Linked DNA regions of Mus musculus: region 1 is linked to region 2. Evidence: chromatin contacts called from public HiChIP or PLAC-seq data. All regions are on one chromosome and are shown on one strand. Each heading gives the region's core, a stretch centred on a gene start, on an enhancer-like site or on the middle of the called end of the contact. The rest is flanking DNA. Distances are from core to core; before and after follow the strand shown.

Region 1 (3,414 bases), core at 673-3,172, 140 kb before region 2:
TTTTGTGATGTTCCCCGAGTCTGCAAGGAGACTGATAGAGATATCCAGGTTTAAGGCTGAGGATTCAATAGTTATTTATTCTTAGCACTTTGAGTGGTTATGAGTCTCTTCGTTGACTGCTGTTGACTACAAAACAATGCTTCTCCAGTTAAGAGCAGCACTAATCTACAGATGTAAACATACATAGCTACAAGGCATTTTGACATGCCTATTTATTAAAACAACATAAATAGGCTCCTTCTTGGGGGCCTCTGACCTTCTCAGCTGTGGTTTTTGAACAGGTTTACAGTATCGGGTATAATTTTTTTTCCCTATGTAGAAGACGTCAAATCCAATTTAGAACAGCAGTTGATTGCCTCCATGACATGCCCGCCATGACTGAGCAGTGAGCACATCTTAGTTGGCAGGTTAGTATTCTCATCTGCAAGATCCACAGCTTGGTAGGTGCGTGGACAGTCTTTCCTCCCCAGCAGCCTGCATTGCAACTTCGAGCACTTTGAAAACCTAGCCAGCAGGGAGGAAGTTTTCAAGGCAGTTCTAGCTTGATTTTTCTGTGTCCTGTGCTCAAAGTGCAGTACCTTCAGTAATATGGGCTCCCCATCTGTTCTGGTGGACATTCAAATGAATGGCAATAGCCTGTGTTGTTTTAGGCACCTCTGAGCCCTCTCTGATCAGCAAATCCATAGGGAGGTATTTCACTCCTGGTACTGGGATCTTTGCTTACCACCCCGTGGCCTTTGAGAGAAGCATTAGCCAGCCATACAGAGTAACTTTATTTAGATTCCTTTAAAAAATTCTACATTTCTAATTACTGTACAAAGTAGTGAGTTTCCATAAGACTTTTTACACATCTTTAGCATTGGTTAGACCTTTCTCTATACACTCCTCATCCGCGTATTCCCATCCCTAACTAAACCTTTCTACTCTCAGTGTTTACACCTCCCCCATCTACTTTCATATTACATGCATTCAATTATCCCTTACCTAGCTTAGGGGTTCTTCTCCTCCCACCTCCAAGAGACCCTTTCTAGCTTCTGACATCTATAATAAAATACCCTGGTTTTGTTTTGTTTTTTACCTCTGATTGAGAAACAGGTAGAAACCCAGAGCAACTTCTCCAACACTAAGAAAAGCAGAGTTAAGACGCAAGTCTAGACCTCTCATATCTGGTCCCATGTGACTTAGTACGTGAGAGAAGGCAGGAAGATGAAGGAGTAAAGCAGGACTTGTATGCCACAAGATGTCATCTACCACAAAGTCTTCTAGTCTCTCATTTTATCCACTCCATTACTTAACAAATATGTCATAGGCTGACTTTCCTACACACAGTGATGGCTGAGGCATGACTCAGTGACCATTGTTGTCCTCCCTGAGTGCACATTTTCCAGACTTCTTTTCACCAAGGCTTCTTTGGAGAATCTACAAGATCCATTAATGATTCTCATCTTTTAGCATGCTTGCAGCTCCGTCAGGTCTTAGCTACCAGTCTCTGAGTCACTAGATATGGGACGGCTTCAGGTTCTGACTAAGAAAACTAATGACATTGATGCTGGACCATTTTGAGCAGGGAAAGTGTAGTCTTCAACATATTTAAAAAAATTTTTTTTCAAGTCAATGCCACTAAACAATCTTCATTTGAGGGATACTTGGTGGATGCCATGAGAAAGGCCATCATTTACAAATTTCTGCTGTCAGTAGTTCTAAAAAAAATATCTAAGGTCAGATTGGACCTGTTGGGATCCAAACCAAGAAAGTTTTGGGGGACTTTTCTATGCTTTCTACAAGGCTGTTGTATGCAATTACCTCTAGTTTGTCAAGAGAGGTAGCTATTGGGTTTTCTGTCTTTTAGGAGGTAGTCAGTTCTGGAAAACCATACTGGCTCGTATGAACCCTGACTAATAACAGGAACTAGACAATTAGCTGACCACTGAAATTGCTCAAGATAATAGGATTGGGATGAGATGTCATCTTTATGGAATCTCTTCAGTTACCTTGGCCAAAGTCAACAGGGAAATGAGGAAATTTTCTGAAATTTGTATATAACTATTTCCAATGCTATTTATGTGCCTACCAACTACTATGTTTAAATGTAAATTCTTTTTCTTTTTCAGTTCAACAGTTACTATTAATGCTATTCAATTACAGGTTTTCGGCATGCTTGTCTCCCCCCACATATGTAGATGTCAAACATGTTACTAACCTAACATTTGGTGTATCTTCAAGAACACTGCGGTTCAGTTCTGGGAGGATACCCAGTTCAGGGGATGGTTGATGTTAATTCGTGGGTTGCTTTTGCTTTGTCTCACTAAAAAATAGGATGCTAGTGTAACACATTTTTGGGAGATTTTATCTCATGAGGCAAGTAGAAAATATCTGGTACTGATAGCAATAATCCATAAAGTTCCATATCTTAAAATATCATTTCTTTGAATTATACTAATGAGTTCTGTAAGTTCAAAAAAATAAAACATTACACTTTTTCCCCCTGCCAAAGCAAGCAGAAAAGCAGCCGGGGGGAGGGGGTGGGAAGGCAAGCTATTTCAGATTCTTTAAAAGCTCAGAATCTTAAGATATAAGATATGATAAATATAAGTAGCACAAACTTAATTATATTAGAAGAAGGAGAGGGAGAGGGAGTGGGGGAGGGGGAGGGGGAGAGGGGGAGCGGGAGAGGGAGAGGGAGAGAGGGAGGGGGAGAGGGAGGGAGAGAGGGGGGGGAGGGGAGAGGGGCGAGAGGGAGAGGGGGAGGGCAGAGGGAGGGGGAGAGGGGCAGGGGGAGAGGGAGGGAGAGAGATAGGAGAAGGGGAGAGGGAGGGGGAGAGGTGGAGGGAAGAGGGAGAGGGAGAGGGAGAGGGAGAGGGAGAGGGAGAGGGAGAGGGAGAGGGAGAGGGAGAGGGAGAGGGAGAGGGAGAGGGAGAGGGAGAGGGAGAGGGAGAGGGAGAGGGAGAGGGAGAGGGAGAGGGAGAGGGAGAGGGAGAGGGAGAGAGCATACAGCAGAAAGAGGTCTGACCTCAGGGAGGGTAGTAGAGGCTGGACATAGATAAGGAACAGCCTGACAAATAAGTTCACATCCTGATCAAGACTGTAAACTAAATGGCAGGAAATGTACTTAAGAAAAATATAGACACCGCCTGCTTGGCAGTGGCTGACATAGACCTAGCTGAGAAAGTTACATAAAACCGAGACCTGGAGGCTGAGAAGGTCCGAGAAGGGCGTGTTCTTTTTCCCCTGCAGGAAAGATTGTGGTTATGAGAGGAGTGGAATGAATAACTGACCATCTTCCTGGACAAGTTAAGTTTCTGACTGCTTCTCACTGCTGACAACTAACATTTCAAAGCTACTTCCTTAGCCTTCTTAACCCCCAAAGCCATGAGATTTGGCCACCCCATCTCACAAGAGGAATCTGATTATGAT
Region 2 (3,451 bases), core at 935-3,434:
ATGGAAAGAAAAATAAATAAATAAATAAATAAAATACCGTATGTAACGATCTTTATTTCATAAATATAAGGTTAATAAAAAAGAAATTCACAATATTTTTATTCTTAGAAAGATAAAGCATGAAAAAAAAAAAAGATTTCTTAGTGCAGCCCTCTAATTTGACAAATGGGAGCCCAAAGACAACAGAGGCTCATGTTATTTGCCCTCAAGGTCATGTGTCTTCCTGTGGCAGAGTTGGAAATAGAACCCTGATAACAAACTTGCCCAGAGGCCAGCTTTCATCCTGGAGAAGTGCTGGAGACAAAACCTGTCATTTCTCTGGACATCACTTGGAACTTACCAGTTCTATGGTCTGGGACGTTCCCTATAATGGGACACTTTTATAGGTGGGCTGTTGGCAAATGATCAAGCAGTTTCTGGTTAATCAGTGGATTGGGAGCATTCGATAAAATCTGTTGCTTTTTAAAGGTATTTTGACCATTTGTGCTTGTGAGGTATAAAGGGGATCTTTGGGGCTTTGAGTTTACAAATTTCATCAGAGTATGAAGTCAAGTGTTAGTCAAATTTCAGGGAAGTCTACCCTACATGGTTAAAAGTGTTCTAAGCTGAAAAAGTTGGGCCAGGGAGAAAAGAGGCATATATACTTAAATATGTGTTGATGGTGTACTTGTGAGTCATGGCCAGGGCAGTGTGGGAAATGACTTAAAGTGAAATCAGCCTGGTTATTACCTTTAAATAAGATGTGCATTTCAGACACAGTGCAGTGATCTAATCCCACTAAGTCTACAGGTTTCTCTAGCATCACATTATTCGAAGAAGATGACAAAACCTGGACAGTTAATGTGTCACTCTTCCTTTAAAGAAATAAAAAAAAAAAGGACCATTTAGACCCCATTCAAAATGCTTTCCTTCCAAACCAATGTGCATTGTTGCATTTTAAAATATGAAGCAAAACTCTTTAGTAATATTTAGAATAATAGTATGCTCACAGGAAATGAGCACAGGTTCAGCTACTGAGCAGCTTTCTGCATGAGAAAACTCTGAACTAAGTCTTCATCAATGCCGCATCAGAGACCAGTGTCCAGTGAGGACATCTTAAAACATATGGCTTGTCCCTCTCCTTAGGATGAAGGTCCCATGCACTACTGTTGGCTCTACCAATTGCTTCAGCCAACAAGACACATATACTCTCATTGACTTCTATTCCTTTGGTTTGCCCCTCCCTTCATCCATACCACCCAGCTTCCCCTATCAACATGCACACATGCACACACACCACATGCACACACACACACACATTCATATAAGCACACACAGACCACTTATCATTTTATCCTTCATGTCTCCACTCAGCTATTACTATGTCTTAGGGACTCCTGGGAGTCTTTAAGCCAATAGTAGCCCAACTGCATCAGACAGGTCATATAACAAACACATCCACAGACCCTCAGTGGACTGCACTGAACATTTATTTCTCCTTCTTCCACCTGCAGTGTGACTAAGACACACACAAAGACAAAGGCCAACCTATCAGCCATTTGAAACCTCTGCTTGTATTTCATTGATCAAGGCAAACCACATGGCCAATTCCAAGACTTAAAGATGGGGAAGCGTTCCCCACCTACTGGGAAGCTGTGATGGTTAATTTGGACTATCAATTTGATTAAATTGAGAAGCGCCTGGGAGGCTAGTGCATTCACATCTCTGGTTATGTCTATACAGATATTTCTCAAAAGGATTAACACATGGGTCAAGGGAGATCCACCCTGGCATGGGAATTGGTATCCCATGGACCAGGATCCTGAGTACTGGGCAGTCTTATGTCAACTTGACACAGCTAAAGTCATCTAAGACAAAAATATCCTCAATTAAGAAAATGTCTTTTTTTAAAGGAAAATGGAAGAGGAGTGGCTCTGGGGGAGAGTGGAGGTATAGGGGGAGGGATTGAGAGGAGTCGGGGGAGGAGAAACTACAGTCAGAATTTAATATATGAGAAAATAATAAATTTTAAGAAAGAAAAAAACAAATGGAAAGAAAAGGGGAGAATAATAAAATAGGGAGAAAACATGAACAATCATGAACTGGTAATAGTTGTTTTCTGTTGGGGATGGGCCTGGTGCTGTTTGTAAGTTAATTCCACTCTCCTGGGATGGGTTGTGGATGAGGAGTGAGTCATAGTTCAGTGACTTCTTGTGAATCAATCCCCTAATGAATAAAGGAGCCAATCACTGGGCGAGTAGGCAGGACTTCAGGGTTGGACGGAGGAAGAGAGGAAGCAGAAGAGAGTTAGGTCCTTTTGGAATGGGACGGGAGATGGGTAAGATGTAGCTGCTAGAGTTTCCTGGTATCATGGCAGATCCACAAGGATTCCCCACCAGAGGAATCAGATTGTAGTAAGGCTTACCAGATTAGGGTTTAGTTGTTGTGCCCAGAGATTGAGTTACCATTGTTTCTGAACTAAGTTTGTGTTGTGTTTTCCTTCATGCAGCAGCTCCTCTGGGTTCAAGAGAGAAAGGTACAGCAGCAAAGCTTGGGTTTGTCAGATGTGCACCACAAAGGCCATGGGGGGATTTGAAGCATGGGGCTGACATGGTAACGACCCACCAGAGGGAACCTACCGAGCTGGGTGGAGAGATTTTGGAGTTCTGAGTCAGTCTCCACAACATAAAAACAGGTCGTTGGCCATTGCCTGCTAGTACATGGCCAGCCAGGCCGCCCGGGCAGAGGCACAAGCACAGGAACGTGCCAACACGTTATTTCCTGCAACAGTTTTCAAGAAACAATGTTGAATAAAATGTGCTTATAAAAAAGAAAAGAAAAGAAAATGCCTTTAGAAAACTGGAAAAAAAAAGAAAAAGAAAAAGGAAACTGGGCTGAAAAGAAGCCTGTGTGGCATTTTCTTAATCTATGATTGATGGTAGAGGGTCTGGCCCATCGTGGGTGGTGTCATTCCTGGGCTGGTGGTCCTGGGTTCTTTAAGAAAGTAGGCTGAGCACGTCAAGTGGAGCAAATCAGCAAGCAGCACTCCTCCATGGCTTCTGCATCAGCTCCTGACTCTGGGTTCCTGCTCTGCCTGAGTTCCTGTCCGGTTGATGATGAGCTGTGATGTGGAATAAGCCAAATAAACCCTTCCCTCCCCAAGTTGCTTTTCTCATGGTGTTTCATCACAGCAATCATAAACTTAAGATAGAAGGGATGAGAGAACACGTTTAGTACAACCATTCTCCTCTGCTCAGCTTCATGGCACCATGGTATAACCTGCTCTTCCCCCCCCATACCCTGTCTGCTACCATAGTCTGGTACCTCTGAAGCAAGGAGACAAACCAAATGTTTGCTGTCTTGTTTCTTTAGGTATTTGGTCAGACAATAAGGAAATCTTACTACTACAGAAGACCTGGAAAGAGTGTGTATATGATAGTACCTATAAGCGGAAGGGCTAAGTAAGCCTGCT

Evidence for each region. HiChIP or PLAC-seq counts read pairs in DNA pulled down with a chosen protein or histone mark.
Region 1: a contact with region 2 is called in an H3K27ac HiChIP or PLAC-seq map of embryonic fibroblasts, with 9 read pairs. The contact joins two enhancer-like sites. A contact is called at or near these places in 1 of 15 datasets of contacts at CTCF or cohesin (the NIH/3T3 cell line), 1 of 484 Hi-C or Micro-C datasets (nephron progenitors) and 2 of 115 datasets of contacts at active chromatin or transcription factors (embryonic fibroblasts and fibro-adipogenic progenitors).

What each region holds. Positions count from the first base shown.
Region 1 is chr17:79,538,754-79,542,167 of GRCm38.p6, reverse strand. No RefSeq gene overlaps it. Among named protein-coding and RNA genes, the nearest start is that of Gm10494, 30 kb to the right of the region's middle. Within about 2 kb of position 1,922, at least 23 of the 459 cell types and tissues checked have an H3K27ac peak or open chromatin away from gene starts, as enhancers often do. A contact at or near this core is called in embryonic fibroblasts, where this site is marked.
Region 2 is chr17:79,397,359-79,400,809 of GRCm38.p6, reverse strand. No RefSeq gene overlaps it. Among named protein-coding and RNA genes, the nearest start is that of Cdc42ep3, 44 kb to the right of the region's middle. Within about 2 kb of position 2,184, at least 10 of the 459 cell types and tissues checked have an H3K27ac peak or open chromatin away from gene starts, as enhancers often do. A contact at or near this core is called in embryonic fibroblasts, where this site is marked.